Linked DNA regions of Mus musculus: region 2 is linked to region 1. A link is a contact called in public promoter capture Hi-C data. All regions are on one chromosome and are shown on one strand. Each heading gives the region's core, a stretch centred on a gene start, on an enhancer-like site or on the middle of the called end of the contact. The rest is flanking DNA. Distances are from core to core; before and after follow the strand shown.

The links. Promoter capture Hi-C pulls out the DNA fragments that hold promoters and counts their contacts.
Region 2: a promoter capture Hi-C map of the C10 cell line shows a contact between it and region 1, with 2.3 times the contacts expected there. The contact joins two enhancer-like sites.

What each region holds. Positions count from the first base shown.
Region 1 is chr1:82,713,398-82,720,118 of GRCm38.p6, reverse strand. Col4a3 (collagen, type IV, alpha 3) reads right to left here. Exons shown (of 52, transcript NM_007734.2): 48 at 4,665-4,877; 49 at 3,930-4,107; 50 at 3,707-3,821; 51 at 2,114-2,286; 52 at 1-1,319. The coding sequence ends at 1,235. The region is part of intron 1 of C430014B12Rik (a long non-coding RNA gene); the gene reads left to right. Among named protein-coding and RNA genes, the nearest start is that of Mff, 8.1 kb to the left of the region's middle. Within about 2 kb of position 2,123, at least 2 of the 459 cell types and tissues checked have an H3K27ac peak or open chromatin away from gene starts, as enhancers often do.
Region 2 is chr1:83,080,784-83,087,332 of GRCm38.p6, reverse strand. No RefSeq gene overlaps it. Among named protein-coding and RNA genes, the nearest start is that of Krtap28-13, 23 kb to the right of the region's middle. Within about 2 kb of position 2,417, at least 7 of the 459 cell types and tissues checked have an H3K27ac peak or open chromatin away from gene starts, as enhancers often do.

The DNA of each region.
Region 1 (6,721 bases), core at 874-3,373:
TTATCTCCTTTGAGGGTAGATCAGAAGCAAGTCTCTCTCACTACCCCCTGCACCGCCGGTCCAGTCCAGTATATGGGAAATAGTTTGGAACTGAAGAAAACAACTTGTTAAGCTCAATTAAGTAACTGTGGAATGTATCTGTATACTTAAGAACATGTTTTAAGACATATAGCAGCTGTGTACAGTACAGTAAGGTTTTACCCAGTGGTCTCTTTCCACATGGTTGCGAAGAATCTATAACATAAAAATCATGGCGTACGTGTGTGTTTTCCAAAGGAAAAGTTATAAAACTAACAAAGGAACAAATCTGTAAATCCATGTTATGTACTGTTTAGAGCAAAGAAAAAAATGTTTGCGTCGGATAAACCTGATTATTTCCTGGTGAAATTATTTAAGGTCGGCGTTGATAGGAGTGGGGATAAAGTGCACATTTAGTAAGCAGTGTCCTTGTTACTTGTGAAAACAATAAAGAGAAATGTTTCAATGTATGTGTATGCCATCCTAGTAAAACCTAGTTCCCCAAGGGTAAACGTTTTACCAGCTTTGAATCTATTGACATAGTAAAAAGAGCTCAGTGAATAAGCAAATAGACATCGTCAACAAAACAGAAAACAAAACTACACTTTATATACAAGCCTGTTATGATTCGCTTCAGGAAGTTTCCTTTGGTCCTAGCCTTGTGCATATTTAAATGAGTCCTGAAACATCATGGGGCCTCATTTATTCTGTGTTCTAGCCCTTACACCACTCAGCAGCTCTGACCCTCCAGTTCTCTTCACGGTGTGCTTGATGGTATACTCCCTTCTCCTTCTGTAGTTGAAGTCTAAGGTGTCAGGGAGGAGATGGAAGGAACCGCACTCCTTTGCTCAGGAGTGGGAGACAAGGAACACACCGTGCATCCACAGGACAGACCTCTCTTAGCTTGTAGTTCAAGTTCCACACAATCAACATTTAGTCAGCTCTTTGGGTACAACTGGAATGTGATTTCAGCGATATTCTGTGGCAAGCTGTTGCCTTTCCACAGGGAACTTTGAAACCTACAGGTTTAGAGACCCACATCACAGACTAACGAATGAAATGCTTTCTTGTGTAGTGAAACTTTGCACTACTACATCTTTAAGGTTAGAGAGAAAGACCTAAGTAAATTCATGTTCTAAGTCATGACTTTGTTACTTAAGAAGGAACAAAAAAAAAAAAAAAAAAAAAAAAAACGGTTCTGGTTTCTTTGATTTCGTCAATGTCTTTTCTTCATGCACACCTGACAGCGGCTTATGATTTTCTCTAAGTCTCCAGCTTTCACAGTTGATGGAATAGGTTTTCTGAAATAAATACAAATGAAAGGACTCATTGATTGTGGATAAAATAGAATACTTACTTGCTTTGGGATTTTTAAATAAACATTGTAGATGACTTTATTCCAGAAACACCCCTCCTTGTAGAAGAGGAGAATTTCTAGAAAGACAATTTTATGTTTGTATATATAAACATTTATTGGTATTTTACATTTTCAGTGTGTTTCATCAGAATTCATAGAACATAGGCTTTCCTGCAAACTTACAGTTAATTTTTAACTATTTCTTCCCTTTAAATACTCCTTTTTTATTTTATTTTTAATTAGGTATTTATTTCATTTACATTTCCAATGCTATCCCAAAAGTCCCCCACCCGCTCCCCCACCCACTCCCCCACCGACCCACTCCCACTTCTTGGCCCTGGCGTTCCCCTGTACTGAGGCAGATAAAGTTTGCATGACCAATGGGCCTCTCTTTCCACTCCTAAGTCTTCAAAGATAAGACTTAAGTCCTTAAGATCAGCAGGTCAGCTAGTATTTATTTTCAGTACTTTACTATAAATCTATACATGTGTTGAATATGTTTAGTGATAACAAAATCACGTGGACATTTGGTTTTTACTGACACAGTGAGAAACAGACTCTACTTCTTGACTCCAAAATACCTCTATCCTGGGAGGATGAAGGTAAATAGGATTTTATTGTCAGGACCGAGAGAGTTAAGTATATTCATACAGAAGTACAAATAAAAAGCACTTGTAGGCAGCCTTTCAACAGCTCTAGAGTTGAGTCATCAGATTAAGGCCAACATGGCATAATTACCTGAACATTCTTTCTGGGTTCAGCGAAGCCAGCCAGAAACTGTAGGAGTTTGAGTAGTAGTTACATGTCCCTCGTCCATGGCATTCTATAAATGGACTGGCTCGGAATTCTTCCAGGCAGGAGCCAGGCGAGGCAAGTGCTTGTCCAGCACCCTCAGAGCCTGCACTTGTGAACTATCACAACAAAAAGATCTCAATGAAAACGCTGCCTGTTGGGGCTCAAATACAAGTTTCCCACATTTTGGCATGGGTAGGAAGCAGTAATAGAAAGCAACAGAAAAAAGAAAAGCCAAGAAAACACAGATGTCTTCTCTTCTATCTAGATGTAACACTCGGGGCATCTTCTAGGAAGAGATACAGCCATCCGACATCTATTGCCTATGTTTACCACTGGGATATGAGCTCCATGAGAAGAATGTGATTCCTGCTAGCCATCCTACCCTGACTGGTTGGAGCTCATGATTGCTGTTTTAAAATTAATTAATAATTGAGTGGACAGCTGTGTGTAAAGAGGGGGAATAATATGTCACAACAAGGCCTAAGTATGCAGCGTGTAAGTAGTGACATGCAGAGCAGCCTGCACTGTAGATGGCCAGTCTCTCCCCCGAATTTAGCATTAATGCCAGAACTTTTTAAAAGAGATTCTTCCTCATAAGAATATCAGAGGGGCACAGTACAAGGCACATTTTGTCACTTCATAAATGTGATACTTTAAGATAATTCGGTTTTTATTTATGAATCCACAGATGCATAAAAATATTCCTGTGGTTATCATAATAAGCATTACAGACAATATAAGAAAAGAAGTCATCACAGAAATGAGCAAAGGGGCATCCAATCTCTGTCATAGAGTGGCTACTTCTCTCTTGAATGCTAGTCAGGGATTTGTGGGAAATCTGAGGAGTATTTCTAATTTTTAAATTATATTTACTTATTTATTTGTTTGGTGTGTGTGTGAGATATTGTGTGTGTGTGTGTGATATTGTGTGTGTGTGATATTGTGTGTGATTATGTGTGTGATTGTGTGTGTGAGTGTGTGTGTGTACATGCATGCCATAGCAAAGGTATGGAGGTCAGAGGACAACTTGCGGAAGCTGGTTCCCTTTCTACCATGTCAGTCTTAGGGACTGAGCTCATCAGGCTTGGTGTCAGGGCTTTTGCCCACTGAGTCATCTTGCTGTCTTTTATTCAGTGCTTCATTACTTATCAACAGCATCAAAGTCGTCAGTCTTTTTTAGTGTATTTATTTATTTACTTATATATTAAGACTAGGGTTCTTATAGCCCAAGTTGGCCACAAACTTGTTATGGAGCAAAGGATGATCATGCACATCCGACCCTTCTGCCCCTACCTCCTGAATGTTGGGATCACTCTTTCTATGCACTGCTGGGGAATGGAACCTAGGATGTTGTGCATGCTACGTAAACACTACTGAGCAGATGTCCATCCTCAATGTTTCTCTTTAGGTGTATTTTCAGATCGCCAAGCATCTATATATTAACAGGTAGGGGACCACATTGTTTCAACACAGCCCAAGATTCTATAGGCATTATTCATAACTTGAAATGGGCTGAGGATTTTTTTTTCTTCTTACCATAATGAAAGAAAAACCTTTCCAGAGAGAAACCCAGTCCTGGGGACACGGAGGGATAGCAGTAGTTTGACTGTGAACAGCTATGGCCATTGCTGGACCTTCACAGACGGTGCATCTGTAAAATGAGACCAATAGCATGACAGCCACTTTCTACTGTTGCATTCCTTACAAGTTAAGTGATTCACTTGACTCTCTTGTAAAACACAGGGATTGAGTTTTTTACCTGCTAATATAGGGTTCGAGAGCTCTGCCACTAATTGGAGCCATGTCCATTGGCATCAGAGCTGGTGTTGACAGCCAGTATGAATAATCATTTCGTGATGCAAAGTTACATACATTATTGATGTTACAGAATAAGAACGGCATTGTGGTGAATCGCTGCAGGCAGCTGCCCAGAGTACCTAATAAAACATGAAGCTGAGTATCACGTCAGGTAAATTTTAGTTACTCTATCATTATTTAGAAACAGGTTAATTATCACATGACCTGTGGCAAACCTGGACCAAGAAACAAAACAAAACAACAAACCAGAAGAATTCTGTGGTAATGTAAAGCTTTAGGATGGAAGCCAAAGTCTCAAATGGGTATGCCAACCCTCCCCCCTAAGAATGCATTCAGTGGCTCTTTCTTCCTTCTTGGATAGAACTTGGGACCCGATATTGTTCTGCTGGGACAATGTCTTTGCTTTAGCTACTTCCAGGTATGCATAATAGCAAATAGCCAGGGGGAAGCTTTAGAAAAGATGAATGTGAGGATTAACAAGAGATAGATGGTGAATCTAGCTGCATTTCCTCTAGCAGTTTATACATCAGGATGAAAACTAAACCTTGGACCACAGTTGCTCTCTCAAATGCACCAGAAGATGCTAACATTGTTTACAGTGACCTTCAGGGGAAGCTCGAATCCTATAAATAGTGTACACTCAGCATCGTAAACTGCCTAGAAATTAGAACCTTACCTAGGTCTTGTCCATGTGCACGTTTGTTTCCTTGTACAAAAAGAAGAGAAAACCCACTATAGAGTGGCTGTGTTCCTTCAGGGCATGAAGGAATGGCCGTGGTTTGACTGTGTCGGGTGAAGATGAAGCCTCGCATTCTTGTACCAGTGGCCGGCGTTCCCCTGTCACCAGGATTTCCCTTTAAGCCTGGCAATCCATCCAGACCAGGTGGGCCTTTGAAAAACAAATTATACAGGTTGCAACATGACCAGACTCTCAAACATGTTTTCTAAAGTACTAATTTAAGTGTGTTTATGTGGCTGGTAAGCCTCAAATATGAAAAAGGAATCTTAGAGACGAGTGGGCTATAAAATGACTATGATGTTTTATTTTAATTGTCAAGTGGATTAAGAAACACTTAGGAGACTAGTAAGACATACCTAGGCGTGTCTGTGAAGGCGTTTCCAGAGATGATTAGATCATGGGGTTCTGTCCTAATGAATGGACTAATTCCTTAATGGATTTGTAGATAATGACTTTATTGTAAGGTAGTGAGAGGTAGGAAGTAGGGGTTTGTTCTTGGATACTCTATCTTGCCCTGACCCTTTTATATGACCTGCTTTCTGTCCTCTATGTAGTGAGCAGTGCTCTTTTACATCACAGCATCCAAATATAGAGCCAAACAACAATGGACTGAATCCTCTGAATCCAGGAGCCAAATAAAATTTTCCTCTTGGGCATTATTTATATCAGGTTTTTTATCACACAAACATAACTGATACAATGGAAAATTAATATTAAATATTAACCAGTTTATTACAGGATACTTCTTCTTCTTATTATTATTATTGTTATTGTTATTATTTTGAGATCAAGTCTTTCCTCATATTTGAATTCCCCTGAGATGCCTGGCATAATGTCCTGCATTTGATTTGTTGTGCTTCATGTATAGTTTTTATGAGTGAATGAATGGCTTGGCTTACGTATGTGTGTATACAGGGGGCCTAGAATCAAATAAACTATGTACAACTTATAAAGCTGTTCAGATAGGTAATAAAAATTGCTAAGCTTTGGTAAATCAGAAAACAATCATGTAAAACTTTGAAAGCGTTTCCTAGAGGTACAAACTTTGAAGAAAGTTTTGGATCCATGAGCAAGGCAAAGACTTCTTCTAGTTTAACAAAGGTCGTTTCCTTTATCTATAGGAGTTGCAAACAAAGTGGCATTTATGCTTTGCCTTTTCTGTGCAGTTGGAGAAGACTGATTCTCTTTTGTCACTTCCTAACTAAGACTCACTGAGTTATCTCTTTCCCCCTTCTTTCCTGTCCCTTCCTCTCTTCTTCGGAGTCTCAAAAGTCCACATTTGCCTTGGCTTTAATACATAAGAGGCAGACATTACTTTTTCCATCCTCTCCCTTTAATGCACAGAGGCTGTAATCCACCCTGTTAAGGCCTGAACAAGAATGCTCCCTAGAGGCGTATGCCTTGAATGCTCAGTCCTTCCTTGGCTCATGGCAAAATGTTAAAGGCTGTGGGTCCTTAGGAGATGGGGCCTGACTGGTAGAAGTAGTCACAAGGGGTCATCGGCCTTGGAAGATTTTACCTGCCAGTAATTCTAGTTTTCCCTGCTTGCTGACTCACCAAGAGGTGAAATCTGCTTCTCTTGTCACAAACTGAGCCCTTGTCACTGCTGGGCCTTTCCTGTTGGTAACAAAGCTTTCCTCCCTTACGTTGCTCCATTTGAGGATGTTTATCCTTTTGAGGATGATGCAAAAATAACAAATATGGACCTTAAGCAACAGATGCTTTCTGGTCTCTCCATGGCAATTAAAAAAGGATTAGCTGATCAGGGTAGGAACTGGAAACAAGTGAAACTCATGCTCATGTGAAACTACGGGGCATTGCTGTGGATCTAAGCTTGAATCCTCGTATCATTCTCATGAAGCCTCCATAGCATTTGACTACTTGCTAATCAGTTCCCAACACAATTTGTATTATAGTATCCTGTGCTTGCTATCACCTGCATTTTAATATCCAGCCATGGTCATTAGAGTGTATAAATTAATAGAGCCATTAAC
Region 2 (6,549 bases), core at 1,168-3,667, 370 kb before region 1:
CCCCCCAGAAGCGGCACTGCCCACAGAGAGCTGGGCCTTTGCACATCCATCATTAATCAAGAATGTGGCCCCACAGGGGTTCCAACAGGACTATTTGATGGAGGCAGTTCTATAACTGAGGTTTCCTTCCCCCCACCCCCAAGACTCTAACTTATGTCAATTTGACAAAAACTACCCAACACAGAAGTCAAGCCCAACCCCACACTGCCAGTCTGCAAGCGACCTCCGAGTTCGAAAGTGACCTGGTCTCTTCCTACACTTAACTGCTTTGCTAGACTTTGAGCTTTCTGATCTCGCTTTTGTCTGTTGCTGACCAAGTTTTACCAACTTCCCTAGGCATTGCTTGGGGTAGCTCAATCTTCTCTGAGGTCTTTGCTCTCCCTTCTCGGTGTTAGCTGCAGAAATTACAAACGGAAGGATTAACCTAATATTTTTTAGGTACCTAGGGACTCCCAGAGATAGGCGACAAGAATGTTCTCATGCTGCTGCAGTTGTAGGTGAGAGGGCAGGTTTGTGTGTTTGTGTCTATTTTCTTTGAGAGTTAGTCCATAGTTTTCATTGGAGTGTCCTTAAGGAAAATAAAACTCAAAAGATCTAAAGAAGATCTAAAGAATTCTTTCAAACACCTCTTCAAACACTTGAATTTTTTAGTTAAAAAAAATAGAATTAAAAAAAACAAAAAAAAAAAAACCTAATGCTTGTTCTTTTTAGTAATTTCCTAGCCTACCATGAAAAGGATTTTAACCAACCAGAATGTTCTGGAACAGGTAATGTACCCAGAATTCCTCTCCATTGCTTACTATGGTAGAATTACAGGATTCCTGTTATTCGGGCTGTGGATTCCCAGCCCTGATACTTCCCTCTTCTCCCCATTTGGATGACCATGCCCGACTGTATCCACGTACTTCTCATTCAGAAACCTAAGCTATAACTGTTCCCAGGCTCTTATCGCAGGTTTTCCTCTCCAGGCCTGACTGAGCAAGTAATTTCCTAATGCTGGGACAAATGCCAATCAGTTCTTAAAAAAAAAAAAAAAAAAGTTAAAAATCCCCCAAAGAAAAACCCAAACATATTGAGAAATGTGAAGAATGTGAGCCCAATTTAGTCTCCATGTCTATTTCCCCATCGATTCCAAGCTTCAAAAAGAAATGTAATGTTGATTTGGGCTGAAGGTAGTGAAATATTCAAATCCATCCACAGTCAAATTTCAATATATAAGCAACTTTAGCCATCAATAACTCAACATTAAAATCAGTGGAACACTAAGAATCGGACCAAGGTGTTAAAACGACTTCAAGGCAGTCAAGAGAACGTTGATCTCAAGCTATTCTTTATCAATGACTCGTAGGCACATATATGCTTTTTTTAGTTAGGTGAATCAATATTTTTCTAATTCCATACAGCATGTCTTCTAACCCTGGAAACAGGAGCATGTAGGCACATTCAGGGCGTCAACTTTCTAGCTCCTAATTCTCAATAATGGCCAAGTTTGGAGTCATATGCATCCAGCATGAAACCTAAGGTAAGTCACTGGCCTCAGTATGATTGTCTCCCAGTGTTTCCCAGGCTCAGAAGCATCCTACATCATGGCTAAGTTGCAGAAGCTCCTGCCAGTTCAGGGCTTCATAGCCTCCCAAAACAGGAAGTGATTTGTCACCTCAAATGTCCTATAAACTCTATCAAACCCACCCCTCACAACTGCACTTCTTCCATGAGAGATGAAGAGCAGAAACATCATCCTTTCAGAAAGCACCATGCAGCTACTGTCAGAAAGATGTTGGCATGGTTAACACTCACTTCTATGATGTTGAAGGTCCACTTTCATTGTGTTATGTGGATCTGGAAGTGAAGCAAGCAACAGGAGGCAAGATAAAGCCAAGATGATGCTGAAGCCAGGTGGGTAAAGGGCAAGCCAGTCCTTCCTATGACAGAAACAGAGAATTTCAAGGTAGCAATTAATGTAGGAGTAACTCCAGGTGGGCATACATTAGAATCACCATGTGGTTTGAAAATCAGCCTTTTCCTTTATGTAAGATAAATTCGTGTGGAATATAAAGAAATCCCATACTCTATTAACATATTTAATGAGCTCTTAACTGTCTGATAGGAGTTTGAGTTTGGATGTTGTTGCTGCTGTTGTTAGTTAGTTACTTAGTTAGTTAGTTTTTCTCAGTGTCCCATGAGCCTAAGACCCATCTAAGCAAGTGCTGCTGCGCAAACTCCTAGCATGACAAGCAATTCATATAAACTCTTATTCTAGCCTCTTATCATTGAAGCCTCACCCAATGGCTCATGGGTTATTAATTTCTAGAAGAAAGGAAAAGGAGGAAATTTTCTTTTCTGGTCTAGCAAACACACAGTGCTTACATTCCTCTAGTAGCAAATCCAGTCCTAAGTGATCTTTAAATATTAACTTATGAGACACAAAGCTTCCAGGCTCTGGGATTTTGAGGTAAGCACTCTTCCTGAGAGCCATGTTCCCCGCCCTGAGGATTTTATATTCACAGTTTAGTCTCCAGCTTCTCAGAAATATTTGGAAACTGTTCAAACCTATGTCTCAGGATTCTTATCTAAACAAAATTGTCTAATCTGTGTTCTGAGTCCATCTTCATAATTGTGGAGGATTGTGTATTAGCCCCATTTTATTCAGAGATGAAGTCCAAACTTAGTTAATAAATAAATCAAGATGAAAACCTAAGTCTGCCTGGCTCTAGAACTCATGTTCATTCAGCAACAGAACTGAGCATAAAAGGATGAACACATTGGTGCTGCTATGCTGCATTTCCTCAGTGTTGCGTAGCCTCCAGGCTCAAGATATCCAGAAATGCACTCTTTGTTCTATCTCACATATGGCCACATTGAGACTAGTAAATTTGAAAGTTGTACTAGTTGACAGTGAATTATCCAGGCAAAGGATCATAGCACTTGGACATTTGCAATGAAAGAAATAGGGGTATCTGATATTATATAATATTATACATATTTGTAATATATACTGTGCATATACAGTGACGGACGAATCTAGCAAAGACAGCCACGCTGCTTGCTCATGATGAGGCTGGAGTTCCTGGATTAACTTGTGGAGCTAGAGAGATGGCTCAGTGGTTAAGAGCACTGACTGCTCTTCTAGAGGTCCTGAGTTCAATTCCCAGCAACCACATGGTAGCTCACAACCATCTGTAATGGAATCTGATGCTCTCTTCTGGTGTGTCTGAAGAGAGCAACAGTGTACCCATATAAAATAAATAAATAAATAAATCTTTTAAAATGTGTTTAAGAAGAACCAGGGAAGGTATCAGAGATGACCATAACCCCAACAATGAGAATTAGAAGCCCAAATATCACAACAGGAACACATGGTCAAGTTGGGCAAGGCAGGAGCAGTCCAGAAATTTCTCCACTTAGCTATGCCCCATTATCACGCAAGACAATCAATGTCAATAAGAATGGTCTTTGTTAATTCAATTTCTCCAGATACTTTGGCAGTGTGTTTTCAGAGGCGTTTGTATATGCTAGCTCCCAAAGTGGAATATGATGCATTTCTCATGTGTATTTACCTATAGAACCATGCTTCTGTTCTTAAATAGGCATCTGTTATTGTCTTGTAAAACAGGAAGAAATAAGAAGCAGTGGGGCAGTGTTTCTCACATCCTCTCTCTCTGCCTCCACAGATGAAAAATCAATTCTTAACAGAGCTAGGTTGAGACTTCCCAAGGGATCCAGGGATCCAGGGATCCAAGCCACTCGGGGATCGTACCATATAAATGGGATCCTATAAGATTTCAGCACACACGAGGTGAAAAATGCATAAAAATGTGACTCTTGCCTTGCATAACTTTGCACTCTATGACCATGAACTCATTTCAAAGGGGTGGCAAGACCTTCTCTTCCGTGGCACTCTTAACACAGGCAACGTCTCCGTAACAATTCTGCTGGCTTCTTCCTCCCCTTTCCCAAGCCAGTCATTAAAAATAAAATGTGGCCAAGCCACATCATAGAAAAACAGATCAACAAAACCCAAAAGTACTCCAGTGTACATCAACATATATCCTCAAAAACTTAAGCTAAGCAGGGAAAGCCAGACACAGCAGGTAATGCATTAAAGCTGTGCATTTAATGTAAAACTCCCTTAGCAGACAAGTCCCTAGAGAGCCATCAGAGCTGCAGTTGCAGGAGCTAGAGGCAGAGGCAAAACAGTATGCTTCAAGGAACTTGGAAATTTTTATCTTAATGAAGTCGTTTACTCACATGGTCTACTGGGCTGGCAAGATGGCTCAGTAGATGAAGGCCCTTGCTGCCAGACAGAAGGATCTGAGTTTGATCCTGGGTCCCACATGGTAAAGAGAGAAGCAACTGCTACAGGCTGTTCTCTGGCCTCCACATGTGCACCCTGGCACACACTTGTTCCACAGGGAAACACACATGTGTACACATGATAAGTAAACTACATGAAATTTTAAACATTCAGAGCCTACTAGGAAGCTCCTACATGTGGCTTGCCTGGGACAGGAGGGCATTGGCCCTCCATTGCTGGGGTAAGGAGAGCTTTCTCTTCCTGATATTCCTCTCCTTTTTTTCCTCCTGGTGGCCCATATCCTTTTCTGTCATATCGTAACCTTCTTCCTGCCATGCACGCAGAACTCCAGTCAGTTCTAAGAAGGAAATGACTTACTCAAAGCATAATTCTTGAATCTCCCCAAAAGTCCTCCAATTCAGGAAATGGTCGTGGATGGTATCCACACTCCTTTACCAGAGCATTCAGAGAGTGAGGACACTGACTCCTGCAATTCCAAGGATAGGCATGGAGAATTGTCACTCAATGAGAATGGCAGCCAAGAGGACAGTATCCTTTTCACAATTAATATAATTTCTTTTACATCCAAAACTTGAATGCTTTTTAAATTTAAAAAAAAAAAGGAAAATGCTGGATTCATGTTCTTTTCCACAATCTTTGTCTCTCTTGTTACCTAGCTCTGCAGTCTAAGGACATTTTAAGTATGAGAAAAATAAACCTAAGAAAAGTGACTTACTTCATTCAAGCTCAGTGATATTCAGGAGTTCTTAACCTTCCTAATGCTACAACCCTTTAATACAGTGCTAACTAGCCACCATAAAATTATTTCTTTACTGCTTCGCAATCGTATTTTGCTACTGTTATGAATCGTGATGTAAAAATCTGATAAGCAGAATATCTCCTATGCAACCACAGGGGGTTGAGACCTGTGGGTTGAGGACCGCTGCTGCCTTAGATGCTTGTGAGGTGGACAAACACAGCCACTGCTGCTTCTGATCATGAAACGGAAGCCAGATGCCATGAAGAACTTTACTTCCCTAGAAAAGCAGAGGACCAGACCTTCACTCCAGGATGTCTAATCCTATAGCTAACCCTTACTGCTGATTTTACTTTAGATAAAACATAAAATGTTAGAATATGAGAAAAGCATAAAATTATCCTTCACTTAAAAAAAATACATTCACAATCAGAAGAAGAGGGAACACCAAAGGAAAAACTGGAGATAGCGGCTATCCATTCCTGGAAATAACTACTTAATTGTAATGATATGAACAGGTTTTTCACATCATTGGGTTCAGAGAAATGCTATGCTTTTTATTCATCTTACAGCTCAAGATCCTCTGCCCCATTAGCCTCCCACCCCTAGACTTTGAATACTCGATGATAATTAATTCTACAAAGAATACACAGGTTACTGGTGCCAGAAATACGTTCAGAGAGGCAACTGATTTTTTAAGCAAAACATTATAAGTAGGGAAAGTCACCAGGAGCAAGGGCAGGCAGAGGATGGAGAGAGAGCTCTAAGGGGTTTTGTATTTCCAAAGCAACTAAAATGTGACTGTGATGAAAGAGTTGGGGGAGATGGACGGCTGTACTAGAAGCTCCCGTGACAGGTGTCCCAGACACCATCAAACACATAGGAAGAAAGACAGCAGGCATAACAGGTCCCCACCTGCCCTGTAAAGTCAGCAGTAAGGGTTAGCTATAGGATTAGACATCCTGGAGTGAAGGTCTGGTCCTCTGCTTTTCTAGGGAAGTAAAGTTCTTCATGGCATCTGGCTTCCGTTTCATGATCAGAAGCAGCAGTGGCTGTGTTTGTCCACCTCACAAGCATCTAAGGCAGCAGCGGTCCTCAACCCACAGGGCTCAACCCCCTGTGGTTGCATAGGAGATATTCTGCTTATCAGATTTTTATATCACGATTCATAACAGTAGCAAAATACGATTGCGAAGCAGTAAAGAAATAATTTTATGGTGGCTAGTTAGCACTGTTGGGATCCTAGGAAACAGAGCTTTGCCCCAGATGCACACACAGCATGGGGAGGTGAATGGTGGTTCAGCGGTCACTGCAGATGACTGTGTGTTTGACACGACTTGAAGAGGCAAGGAACAAATGAGTATGGCTCCTTCGTTTCCAAATGCATTCCCCACCCTTCTCCCTCCCTGCCCCCTTCATCTTCTATTCTTTAGTCTTTCTGTGTATTGAGTGCCATTATCGTTTCTTGAAAGATCTCAAAAGGTATGGTACCTAAAGG